2 separate regions of the Mus musculus genome follow, and region 1 is linked to region 2. The links are chromatin contacts, called in public promoter capture Hi-C maps. All regions are on one chromosome and are shown on one strand. Each heading gives the region's core, a stretch centred on a gene start, on an enhancer-like site or on the middle of the called end of the contact. The rest is flanking DNA. Distances are from core to core; before and after follow the strand shown.

Region 1 (5,683 bases), core at 399-2,898, 3.7 Mb before region 2:
GGCCTTGAACACCTCCTCTTTCAGTCAGCTCCCGTAATGAAACTGTGCCAGGCAGGATTTTTGAGCTCCAACACTGGTGGGTTGCGGAGGGATGTTTTGCTCTGTCTTTCTTTCCCCTTTTCTCTTCCCTCGGTAAATAGGAAATAGAGACAACTGAGGGTCTGAAGTCAAAGCTCTGCTCTGCCACTTATTACATGTGAACTGGAGCCTACCATTTAATTTCTCATACTAAGTTCTTCGTGTTCAATGTGAGGCATGAAGGCTAGCAGAGTATGTGCTCCCCCTAATACCCACGAGGAGTTCAATGTCTCATTTACTCTTCCTCTGGGGTGATAAAGTAGCAGATCTCTGTGACATTTCCTGTTCTCGCCAGTGAGTCTCTCGGGTCCCGTCCACCGTCTCACAGCCCTGTTCCAATCCTTCTTTCCCCCTGAAATATCTCCATCCCTCCCTGGCTTTAAAGGAGAGGACTGTGAGGTGATCGCATGATATTAAGCCACGGGCCCTGTGAATGCACACCCCAGCCAGGCTGCCCAGGCCTTCCTCACCAGTGCAGCTGGTGTCGCCAACGGTGACCCGAAAGGTGAAATTAGGTTGATGGGCTTGGCCCTCGGCTTTGAGAAGGTCGTACACGGGCGTCTTTCCTATTCTGGTCCCATACTCCTGAAGAAGGCTGATCGGGGTCTTGCCCGGGTTGGCGGCCAGCATTTGCTCTATGCTGGGAAGGGGCACAGACCAACATCACACTTCCCCTTTCGGCACCCACCTGGCAAATCACTGTCACATTAGACCTAGCCACATTATAGGGTCCATGAATTCCCAGGCAGTATAGCATCCATTGGCTGGGTTAAAAGTTAAGGTGCATGAGGGAAAGCAAGGTCCCAAGGCAAGTGGAGAATGTACTGTTCTCAGTTAAGGCGAGGGATCCTGTGCCGTGGTGCTGGTTGAACGTGCATTTCCCCCGACACAATACAATTCGGGAACCCAGTACCCACCAAATACACTGAACGTCGGGGCATAAAGCCCAGGGCTCTAGTGCAGTCTGGGAATCAAGCCAACCCCAAACTAGAGCTGGAGGCGTTGGCCACAGCCCCAGTGCATGCCGGGAACCTCTGCCCACTACCCCAGTGCTTGCTGGGAACAACCCTCAGGCCAGGTGCATGCTGGGGCCGCGCCGCCGCCCCTCCTCACCACCTCACACTTTTCGTCCTTCAGGAATCCAAGCGAGGCAGCTCACCTGGGCAGCCCGCAGCCTGTAGTAGTGCCGGAGCCCTGATCCTCTTCACTCATTCCCTCCTCCGTCCCCGCGGGCGCCACCGTGACTACAGCCTCCACGCACCCCAGTACACCGCCGAGGAGCTAGGGCCGGGGCCAAGCCCGGAGTCGCGGCCGGTAGGGCCCGCCGCGGGGCATGCTGGGATCTGGAGTCCCCCGCCCACTCGGCTCCTTGTGTCTTCTTATGGATCCGAGCTACCCGCCCCACAACCCTCAGCGAGACTCGCCCGGGCATCTGCACCGCCTTCTGGGAGGAGCAGACCCTCGGCGGAAGCTTCCCAAGCTACTACGAGTGGGTTGGGTTTTTTGTTTTTTTGGTTTTTTTTTTTTCCTAATGTCATTCCCGCCTTCCTCCTTGCGCACCGCCTCCTCCCAAGCCGACACTGTGAGCATGCGTATTAGCTGCGTGTAGGCGGCCAGGGGCGGGGCGGTAAGGTCTGTCTCCCTGAGAGAACTACAGAACCCAGGCGCCAGCGCGTCATTCGGGCGCCGCTGCGGGCTTCGCTGCTTTATTGGCTATACTGAGAGCGACTTCCTGTAGGCGCTTGCAGATTGGTCACTTGGCCCAGAGGGCGGAGACGAGGAAAGGTGTAGCCTTCTCCTTGAGGAAAGGCTGTGATTGGCCGAAGTCCTTTTGCTGCCCCAGAGGGTGTGCCTTACCTGGCCACCCCCACCCCAGAGCTCTGGGGTTTTATAAGTCCGGAGTTCTCCTCAGACCCGGTCTCCCAGGCTGTAGCGTAAGCTTCTCAGCACTCCGTGTCAAAAAACCCGTTGCTTTTCTGTGGCTTGTCCTTCGCCTCTCTTCACTAACTCCACGCAGCCTGACAGGGTTCGTGCCTCTTTAGATCAGCCCTAGTGAACCTCTTTTAACTGTCCCGAGAATCATTAGATGGACCTTCTGTGTTTAGTCTCACCTGAAAGAGCACAGGAATAATTAACGAACTAATATACGCGCAGAGCTTAACGATTACCTTTGGCTCTCCAAAGCCTTGATACCACCAGAGTGAAAGAAATATGGGAAATCTTGTGACCTTGGACAGAAGGAGAAAGTGATACCACGAAAAACGTGATTCAAAGAGTGTTTTTTAAAATGGGTCTAGGATAAGATGTCTTGCTAGAAAGGAATAGGGTTAGAGGTAAGAGGAATCAGTAATGAAAACGAGCGATCGGTCATCCAGGAGCACAGAAGTGGGAAGGGACCTACGGCTGGGTGGATTCCAATTGGGTGAAAATGGAGCAGCGACGAGGGAAGGCCAGCTGGAGATGTCGGTATGACAAGGGACCAGTGCCAGAGCGTTGTGTATACTGATGGACTGCGCTCTCGGGGTGTAGGAAAGAATCTGTAAGACAGGTCACAAGGGGATCCTACAGATTCCGCATGAGGACCAAAGTGGAACTGCCGTAGAACACCTCCAGGAAGGAGCCTGGATCGCGCCGGATGGCAGCCACAGGCTCCTTTAAGAGGCCGGCGACTCCAGCGCAGCATCCCCCGCTCAGGGCGTGTCCGTCCCGGGGGGCCAGGGGCGGGGGCTTTGGAAGGAGCGGGAGTTCAAGTCGAGTGGGGACGGGGCTTCGAGTAGGGGGTGGGGGCTAAAAGCTGGGGCTGACACCCGTACACCTGAGTTCCACACGAGCATCGCCGGTGACAGCTCTCCAGGTCCGGTGGAGGGCAACGGGGGGAGGAGGGAAGGAGGAGGAGGAGGAGGAGGCGGGAGCAGCATCCGGAGCGGAGCTGCAGCAGCGCCGCCTTTTGTGCTGCGGCCGCGGAGCCCCCGAGGTGAGAGCCTGGGCGACTTGTGGGGGTGGGGGGCAGGGATGGGTTCGGGTCTTGGGATCCTGGCGTGGAGGGAGGGTCGGGATACAATTGTGGCGTGGTGGGGGAGGAGGTGACTCGAGGATGCTGAAGCTGTGGTATGAAGGAACTAGAGCCCTGGACCCGACGCCTGGAGATAGGAAGGAACCGGGCGAAGCTGAGGGATGCGGCGGCCCAGCTTGGAGACCAAGAGCCTCCAAAGCTGTGGTGGATTATGCGAGGATGAGGGTGGCTAGGGGAAGACCTAAAGGACAGCGGGCAAGAGCACGTCCTCTCCTCCTCAACCTCAGGACCTAGAAAGGAGGGAGAATTGTGGCCCCCTCCAGGGAAGGGATGGAAGGGCAAGGCCTAATATACCCACCGCCCCCCTCCCCCACTCCTGCACCTAATAGGCTCTACCTGAAAATTAGGCTGCACCTACACCTGCATGCCCTGGCAGGGCCCTCTCCCCCGTCCATCTGTAATCCCTCTAATCTCCAGCTGTGGCATTCCCTACCGTCCAGCTGTTGCACCCCGTCCTCCATTTGGATGTAGTTTTCTCTCTCTTCTGCCTGCTCGTCTCTGGTTTCCTTAACCCATTTCCCTAGTCAGGCGCTTCACAAACCTCCCTTTTTCTCACACACTCACCAAACTCCTTGGCTTACAATCTTGGTAGGCAAGGCTTTGGCTGAGGGTAGAAAGAGAAGAGGGGTGGGTTCCATAAACAGTAGTAGGGCTGCAGGGAGGAGCCTTGCGGCTCTCTGTCTTCTGCCTCTTTGGCCTTCAACCAAAAGAGCATGCACATGAGGTCTCACACACCCCAGGCACCTGGAGCCTCACTCTAAACTCTCTTCTGATTCTCCCAGCCGCCTCGTGGTTTTCAGGCAGAGGGTCATCCCAAGCTTACACCAGTAGCAAGAATTTGGAAAGGAAACAGCCCAAGTTCCCTCTGGGCCTTGCTGTCCAAACATTAGTGTTTACAAGTTCAAGAGTGCTGCCATCTCTCATGGAAAGTTATCTGGGCCCCAAGTTGGGTCTAACCAACTGTTGACTTCCAGGAAGACCCCAAGGTCCAATACTTGCCAAGTCCTAGATCTTTGGTGGATGGAGGTGGAAGATGGAAGGTGTGGCTGGGGTTTCCTAGACTTCTTCACAAGAGCAAAACCCTGTTAAAAGCAGTTACTGCTCTGAGTCTCTGGGAATGGGGGTTAATAATAAAATGATAGAGAACACGAAATTCCAGCACCCACCTCTGCCTTTGCTGCCCATGCCTAGGGAGTAAGAGAATGGGAGGTGGCAGCTTTTCTAGAATCCATTGAAAGGATGCCAGCAGAGGACATGGTGGCTTTAGGAGAGTTTGTCCATTTGCCCTCAGAAAGCCCGGTCATGTGTGAACCAGGATAGGGGCCATGCTGTTCTGGGGCATAGGGAGCTCCAGAGAAGAGCCCTGTTCTTCAGTTTTATCTATTTATTCATGGTATTAGGAATTGACCCCAGGGCCTACATTCTGGGCAAGCTTTCTACCACCAAAGTACACCATTGGGTTGTTTGTTTGTTTGTTTGTTTGTTTATTTGTTTTCAAATTTTTTGAGACAGTGCCACTAAGTTACCTCTCAGGGCTTGAACTTTAAATTCTCCTGTCTCAGCCTCTTAAATAGCTGAGCCTTTGAGGCCTGTGCTGACAGACCTGGCAGGTCGCATTTTTCTTTATTTTCCTTTTTTCTTTTTTTCTCTACCTCCCTTTCTTCCTCATTATTACCTCTTGTCTTGAGGAGGTAAACAAAGGAAGCACAGAGCATGGTGGCTGGTAGAAGCCTCAGCACAGTGGAGGCAGGTGGAGACAAGTGGATCTCTGTGAGTTCAAGGCCAGCCTGTCTACACTACAAGTTTCAGGGTAGTCAAGACTACATTGAGTCTGTCTCAGCAAACTAAAAAGAAAAGACAACTTTGTATCAGGGTCTAGTGGTGGTTCAGGTGGTAAAGGCCTGACAAACATGCATGCAAGAAGCAAAGACAAGACTCTGGGTTCCATCCCTAGCATAAAGCCTGCCTGCCATGATGCTTCACTTTCTCCTACACTGGGAAAGTAAAGGCAGGAGTTCACGGTCATATTTCACCACATTGCAAGTTTAAGGCCAGTCTGGGTGACATAATACCTTGTTTCAAAAAGAAAAGTATTTTTTTCTATGTACTTTGTGTGAAACATCATGGTTGCTGTCTATAGAGTGCATCCTGTGTGCCAGGTTCCAGGCCGAAAACTTGTTTTGGTTACTTCAGTGATGCCTATAACATCATCAAGTTCTGCTGTCGTCACTTTAGGGATGAGGACACTGAAATGACTTAGTTATTCAAGACCCATTAAATAGTCTTGGTGGCGTTCGTGTTTCAGTAATCAGCGGGCTAAAAAGTCAAAAATGCAAGGAGGATCAGGACTTTGAGGCCTGGCATGGCATGATAGCAAACACCTTTAATCTAGGACCCCGGAGTGCAGAGGCTGGCAGATCTCTAAGACTAGCCTGGTCCACACATCAAGCTCCAACCTAGCCACGGCTACATAATGAGAGCCCCACCCACCCACCCACCTCTCTCTCTCTCTCTCTCTCTCTCTCTCTCTCT
Region 2 (5,718 bases), core at 1,945-4,444:
CTGACCCTGTGCCCCAGGACCATCACGGCCCCTCTCACACCATCAATCGGGGCCCCTCGCCTACAGCCTCATCAGGCCTGCCTTGACGCTGTCCCCCTTCTCTTTCCAGCTGACCTATGACTATCAGTTTGACTTTGAGGACGATCAGCACAAGATCCCCTGTCACTGTGGAGCCTGGAACTGTAGGAAATGGATGAACTAAGAAGCTTTGAGGCTACCAGGCAGGGGAATTCCCCCCATTCCCGCCTCCTCCCTGAAAGGGACGAGGGGGAAGAGAGGTAGCAGCCAGAGCCAGGACCCAGGGCTAGGGCTCCCGGCTGACCGGAGCCCCTGGAGCAGGAGGCTGGGGCGGAGGACCCTAGGCCAAGCCTACCCTGGGCACCAGGGACAACCTTCTTCCCTGCCACCGGCCCTTAGGCTGGCATCTGCCCCCAGTTCCAGGAGGGGACAGACAGGAGCAGCCGCTGGGCATCTCAGGTTTGAGGGGGATATGGGCCGGGACTACCCAGAAGTGTCAGGGAGCAGGGAGGGGTGTGCGGCCGGGCCTCACAGCCCTGCTGCCTCCACCGACCTCGCTGGCCCAATTCAAGGCTGCAAAGAGACTTGACTAAGCTTGACAATCCCAAAGGCCGGGTCCCACACCTGGCCCTGCCTGCCGGGTCCTGCCCCTACCCTCACCCCCATCCCCTTCCTCTATCTGTCTCTGTCTCCCTCTTTTCCTCTGTGTTTCTGTCTCTCTATGGGTTGTGTTTCCTTGTTTTCCACTCTGACAAATGCAACATGATGGGAAAGAGGCAGCCAGATGCCCAGGAGGGCAAGCCGGGCAAGCCGGGCAAGGAGACCCCGCACCCACACCTACCTCATTTAAGTGTTGGATTTTTTGCTGTTTTGAAATGTGAGACCCTCTCCGAGCCCCCTACTGCCCTGACTCTCTCCCCCACCTCACTGCCCTCGTCTGAGTGGGTGGAAGGGGGGTAGGAGAAGGACAACAACAACAATAACAACAACAAAAATCCATCTTTGTTTTTAATTATGGGCGTGGGATGGCGGCTGAGGCAAATGGTGATGAAGATTGGGGGTGACTGGTCCCTAGTTGCTCTAGGACCTCCTTCTCCATCTGGACATGGAGGCAGGAGGGGCGTGCTAAACCTAGGACCAGGATCTCGCTCTCCTGTTTTCCCAGCCTCATCCCGAGCCCATCTGCCCTCCAGCCCCTGGACGGGGTGTGGGGGGTAGGGTGAGGGCTATCCCTGAGCGGCGTGCCCATACCCAGTGAGGCCGGGTGTGGTCCAGAGCTCTCACTTGCCCTCAGTCACCAAACTGCTGCTGGTCTGGTGGGAATGGGTGGTGATGTGGGGGTGGGGAGCTTAGTGTCAGCGCGGGGAGGGTGGGGGGTATTTATCTATTTATACATGGGATTGTACATAGTCTTGTGGGGCATGGGGGAGCCGGCCGGAGGTGAGAGCCCTCCCCTCTCCCCCTACCCCCGGGGAGAGCAAATGTAAAACTACTAATTTTTGTGCTTTATATATTCTATATAAATATATCTATTTTCTTTTTACAAAACCAGTTTATAAATGGTAGGGGGGTGTGGGGCGGACACATGGAGCTCCCCTTGTGGGGGGGCCCCCTCCATTACCCAACCTACCGCCCTTTCCTCCCCCCCCCTCCCCACCCCCTGGCTGTGACTGCTGTAAGGTGGGGGTATAGAGAGAAGCTGGGTGATTCTTACCCGGGTTGTATAGTTGGACTATGTTATAACGCACAAAGTGAGCTGGCCCCAGGGGGAGCCAGAGGGTGATGGTGCCCTTATCTTCCTTTCCCTTCCTTTCCCCCCCCAAGCTTGTGCTGCAGACGAACCTCTTCCTGCGGGTAGCGGTAGGGTAGAGGGTGTGTGAGGCCTCAGACCCCTCTCTGGTGGAGCGAGGGGATGAAATGACGCTTCTATGCAGTTCTCTCCTAGGGGCTGTGGGCAGAGGGCATTTTGTAATTACTATTTTCAAGAATCAGATTATCTGGATTGTAGAGATGGGCTGGATGGTGGCAAATGGGCAGGCCTGCTGGAGGGGTAGGGCGGTTGCTGTTGTGATTTTAGGTTTTTGTTTTGTTTTAAATTTGGGGGATTGTGGATTGATGGGGGTAGGGAGATTTTTGGGTTTTTTTTTTTTTTTTTTTTTTTTTTCTGGCCTTTTTTTTTTCTTTTCTTTTCTTTTTTTTTTTTTTAAAGCTGCTTCCTCAACTGTTTCAAGCTGCAAATGTTTGAGAATAACAACTCCCCCACACTCCCACGGAAACCATTGTAATTAGACTAGACAGTGGGAACCTGGGCTTGCTGTCCCCAAAGCCACAGAGCTGAACGGTCTAGGCATTAGGTGGGGGAGATGGTCTCCTGTGAGTCAGGCTCTGGTTGGGGTTTGGGCCCTAGAACTGGGAAAGGAGAAGGGGCAGACTTTGTAAGCATATGCTAGGTATCCGATAGTCCTGTAGAATTTAGTGAAGAAACCTTATACAGTTTTTAATTTTTATATAAACTATAACTCAGACCCACGCTACAAGGTTGGAATTTTGGTTGTTGTTGGTTTTTTTTTTTTTTTTAAAGTACCCTGCCTGTATAATTGCATCAGAATCCCACCCCCAACCCCGCCCCCTGTGTTTGTATTTTGGGTTGGTTTACACTTGCACTCAATTTTCAGTTTCTCCCTTTTTACCTTCTACCTTCACCTCCAGGACCCTCCCCCTTTAAAAAAAAATAAATCGCTGACAAGTGTGAACCCGTGAAGAACTTTCTTTTGTGTTGTGTGTATCCTGTACAGCAAGGTTGGTCCTTCGTGACAACGGATGAAATGGTTCCCTTTTTTAAAGCGCTCTCTCTTCCTCCACCCCCAGCGCCCCTGTCCTTGGCATGTTTTGTATCAGCGATCATTCTGAACTGTACATAATTTATGTTGCGAGAGGCAAAGGGCAAGTTTTGGATTTTGCTTCTTCAAAGTTTGTTTTTAAACGATAAATAAAAAAAGAACATTTTAAATACAAGTGCCTCTGTCCCATGACCCTCGCCGTTGGCCAGATCTTAAGGTCCTGGAGAGCTGGGAGAGGAAGGTTACCCAATAAACCAGGCTCAGCCACCGCCGGAAGGGTGGGTTCCCCGCCTTCCGCCCTGCGGCTGGGGTCTGACGTAGGCGGAAGTGGTGCGCGGCACCGGATGTGGGGCGGGGTCTGGCGCCAGGGAGCTTTCCAAGCTGAGGAACTGGCGGGCGCTAGCAATGGAGTCGGTGAGTGGCGCAGGAGGGCGGCGGGGGGCGCTGTGGAGCCGGAGACCCCCCGCTAGGAGCCGGGGAAGGCCGGCCCGGCTTGGCGCTGGAGTCCGGGACTCCCCTTCCTCTGCTCGGGTGGGCGCCTCTCCTAGGTCTGGGCCACACCCGTGCCCGCCCGCCCGCCCGCCCGCCAGGGGTCCGCGGTACCCTGAGAGATAGGGAGCGGGTTGTGAGCTTGGAGCCCCCTGCCCATGAGTGCCTCAAGTCCTTTCCGAAGTTTGCATGAGAGCGGGGTTGTGATCCCGCGTATTAGGTGAGCGAGCCCGGCTTGCAGGGAGCTCCAGGACCCCGTTTGTGCGATTGCTTAAGCAATTGTTGGCATCCTGCGAGGTTCCATTCCTTTACTAAGCCCGAGAATTGAATTTTCCGCGAAGGAAGGAATCCAGGAGGCCACTGTGTCCCCTGGACAAGTTTAGGTCGTGTCCTGATCAGTGACGCTGTGCATGCGTGTTGACAGCTCGTTCTTGGCGAGCACCGTCGGCTCGGCTCTTTACAGATGCGGTAGGTTTATCTGCTACTTACTTGTTTGACCGACCTCATTCGCAGGAGCTTTCTCTGCCACTCCGAAGGCCCTCCCATCGACTTCCTGCTCCGTAGTTTTTAACCGAGTATCTTCTGAGGGCAGCTTGGGGTTTGTCTTCCCCCACCATATATCCATGTAATACTTGCAGGTTCGCTCTTCTTAGAATTGCGTTTTCTTTGAGTCAGTTACTTGGCCTGGAGTAAATTCTCTCCCCCTCCCCCCCCCCCCGCCCCTTTGTGTGCAGAGGAATAGTGTAACTTAGTTTATAAAGAAGGAAGGATAAAGTGGTAAAATGGTATGCAGGTGGTCCTCTAACCAAGGATTTTGTTTTTCTACAGAGAAAGCATTCTCAGCAAAAGTAGTTTGATTACATTAAATTTAAAACAACACGTTTCTAACTTGTAAATGTATTATTTACATTATAAGTGAACTGTGAGTATATAGTTCTAAAGCAACTTTTCTCTATATTTACGAATTTAGCCCTTTGCTTTATATATACTGGAGTACAGAGAGACAGAGATGAGAGGTACCGGGAAGGCTGTTAGTTAAGGTAGACTGTAGTAAGTACTGTCCTTAGGGCTTTTTTTTTTTCCCCTCCCCTGAGACAGGGTTTCTCTGGGTAGCCCTGGCAGCTGTCCTGGAACTCACTCTGTAGACCAGGCTGGCCTCAGAACTCAGAAATCCGCCTGCCTCTGCCTTCAAGTGCTGGGATTAAAGGTGTCCTTAGGATACAGACACCTGACTAAAGGAAGGAGAAATTACAGTGAGCCTAGGAGCAGAGTTCAGCCCATGGCTCAGTAGTGTTGAAACTAGATTTTGATGATAGTGTAAGAAAAGGTGGCTAAAACCAAGTTGGAAGTCTCTCTCTCTCTCTCTCTCTCTCTCTCTCTCTCTGAGACAGGGTCTCAGTAGGTAGCTCAGATGGTCTGCACAGTGTGGCTATGAGCCATCACTCGCTTGGGCTGTGGGCTTTTATAGTAAGGGGGCCAGTGGGAGATTTATGAGCAAGGCAGGCGGTGTGCTTGAGAATATTCTTAACAGCTTTCTGTGAATAGACGAAACCACTTCAGAAAGGAAGTTTTGTTTTGTTTGGTTTTTCTTTTATTTTGAAGTGTAAGAGAGAGAGAGATAGACAGAGACAAAGAGTGAGTGAGAGTTGGAGTGGGGAGGTGCATGGAAGGAATGCAGAGGCAAAGGACCATTTTCTGGAGTTGTTTTCTTTCTACCCTAATGTAGATTTGGGGATCAAACACAGGTCACCTGGCGTATGGGGTAAGCTCTTTTACTCACTGAACCACCTTCCAGGCCTTGGGAGGTATTTTCTCCAAATGAGCTACTTTGGCTAGAGAACCTGATCAAAGTCTAAAGCAAGGAGGCTATAGGTGTGGAGCAGGGAACGATGCTGGCTAAGGCGGAGCACTCTGGGCAGGTGGAGGTGTAGCTTACAGGAGGGCTCCTCACTTTGCATGCCCAAGGCTGTAGGCTCAGCACTGCCTTGGGCATGCACTCATTCACTGAAAGTTCAGGAAAGCTTACAGCTGGTGCACGGTGAGCAGCAGCTGGGAAAACAGACAGGTTTGGGGCATTTCTGACCTCAGAACCTGACGTACCTCTAAGGGAAGCAGAGCTACAGTCCCAGGCACTGGAAAGATGGCAGAGTTGCACTGAGGAAAAAAAAACAAACCGAAAGTCACAAGTCGGGAGGGCGTGGTGGCGCACACCTTTAGTCCCAGCAGTTGGGAGGGGAGGCAGAGGCAGGAGGATTTCTGAGTTTGAGGCCAGCCTGGTCTATAGAGTAAGTACCAGGACAGCCAGGGCTACACAGAGAAACCCTGTCTCGAAAAACAAAAAACAAAAGTCACAGGCTAAGAACAGGCTCGA

Evidence for each region. Promoter capture Hi-C pulls out the DNA fragments that hold promoters and counts their contacts.
Region 1: a contact with region 2 is called in a promoter capture Hi-C map of pre-B cells, with 2.7 times the contacts expected there. The contact joins the promoter of Tarbp2 here to the promoter of Prkag1 in region 2. A contact is called at or near these places in 2 of 39 promoter capture datasets (cranial neural crest and pre-B cells).

Annotation. Positions count from the first base shown.
Region 1 is chr15:102,514,157-102,519,839 of GRCm38.p6, reverse strand. It overlaps Tarbp2 (TARBP2, RISC loading complex RNA binding subunit), which reads right to left and starts at 1,648. Exons shown (of 9, transcript NM_009319.3): 1 at 1,238-1,648; 2 at 549-718. The coding sequence starts at 1,290. It overlaps Map3k12 (mitogen-activated protein kinase kinase kinase 12), which reads left to right and starts at 2,836. Exons shown (of 16, transcript NM_001163643.1): 1 at 2,836-3,052.
Region 2 is chr15:98,828,984-98,834,701 of GRCm38.p6, reverse strand. Prkag1 (protein kinase, AMP-activated, gamma 1 non-catalytic subunit) reads left to right here and starts at 3,194. Exons shown (of 12, transcript NM_016781.2): 1 at 3,194-3,272. The coding sequence starts at 3,264. Kmt2d (lysine (K)-specific methyltransferase 2D) reads left to right here. Exons shown (of 55, transcript NM_001033276.3): 55 at 110-3,033. The coding sequence ends at 202.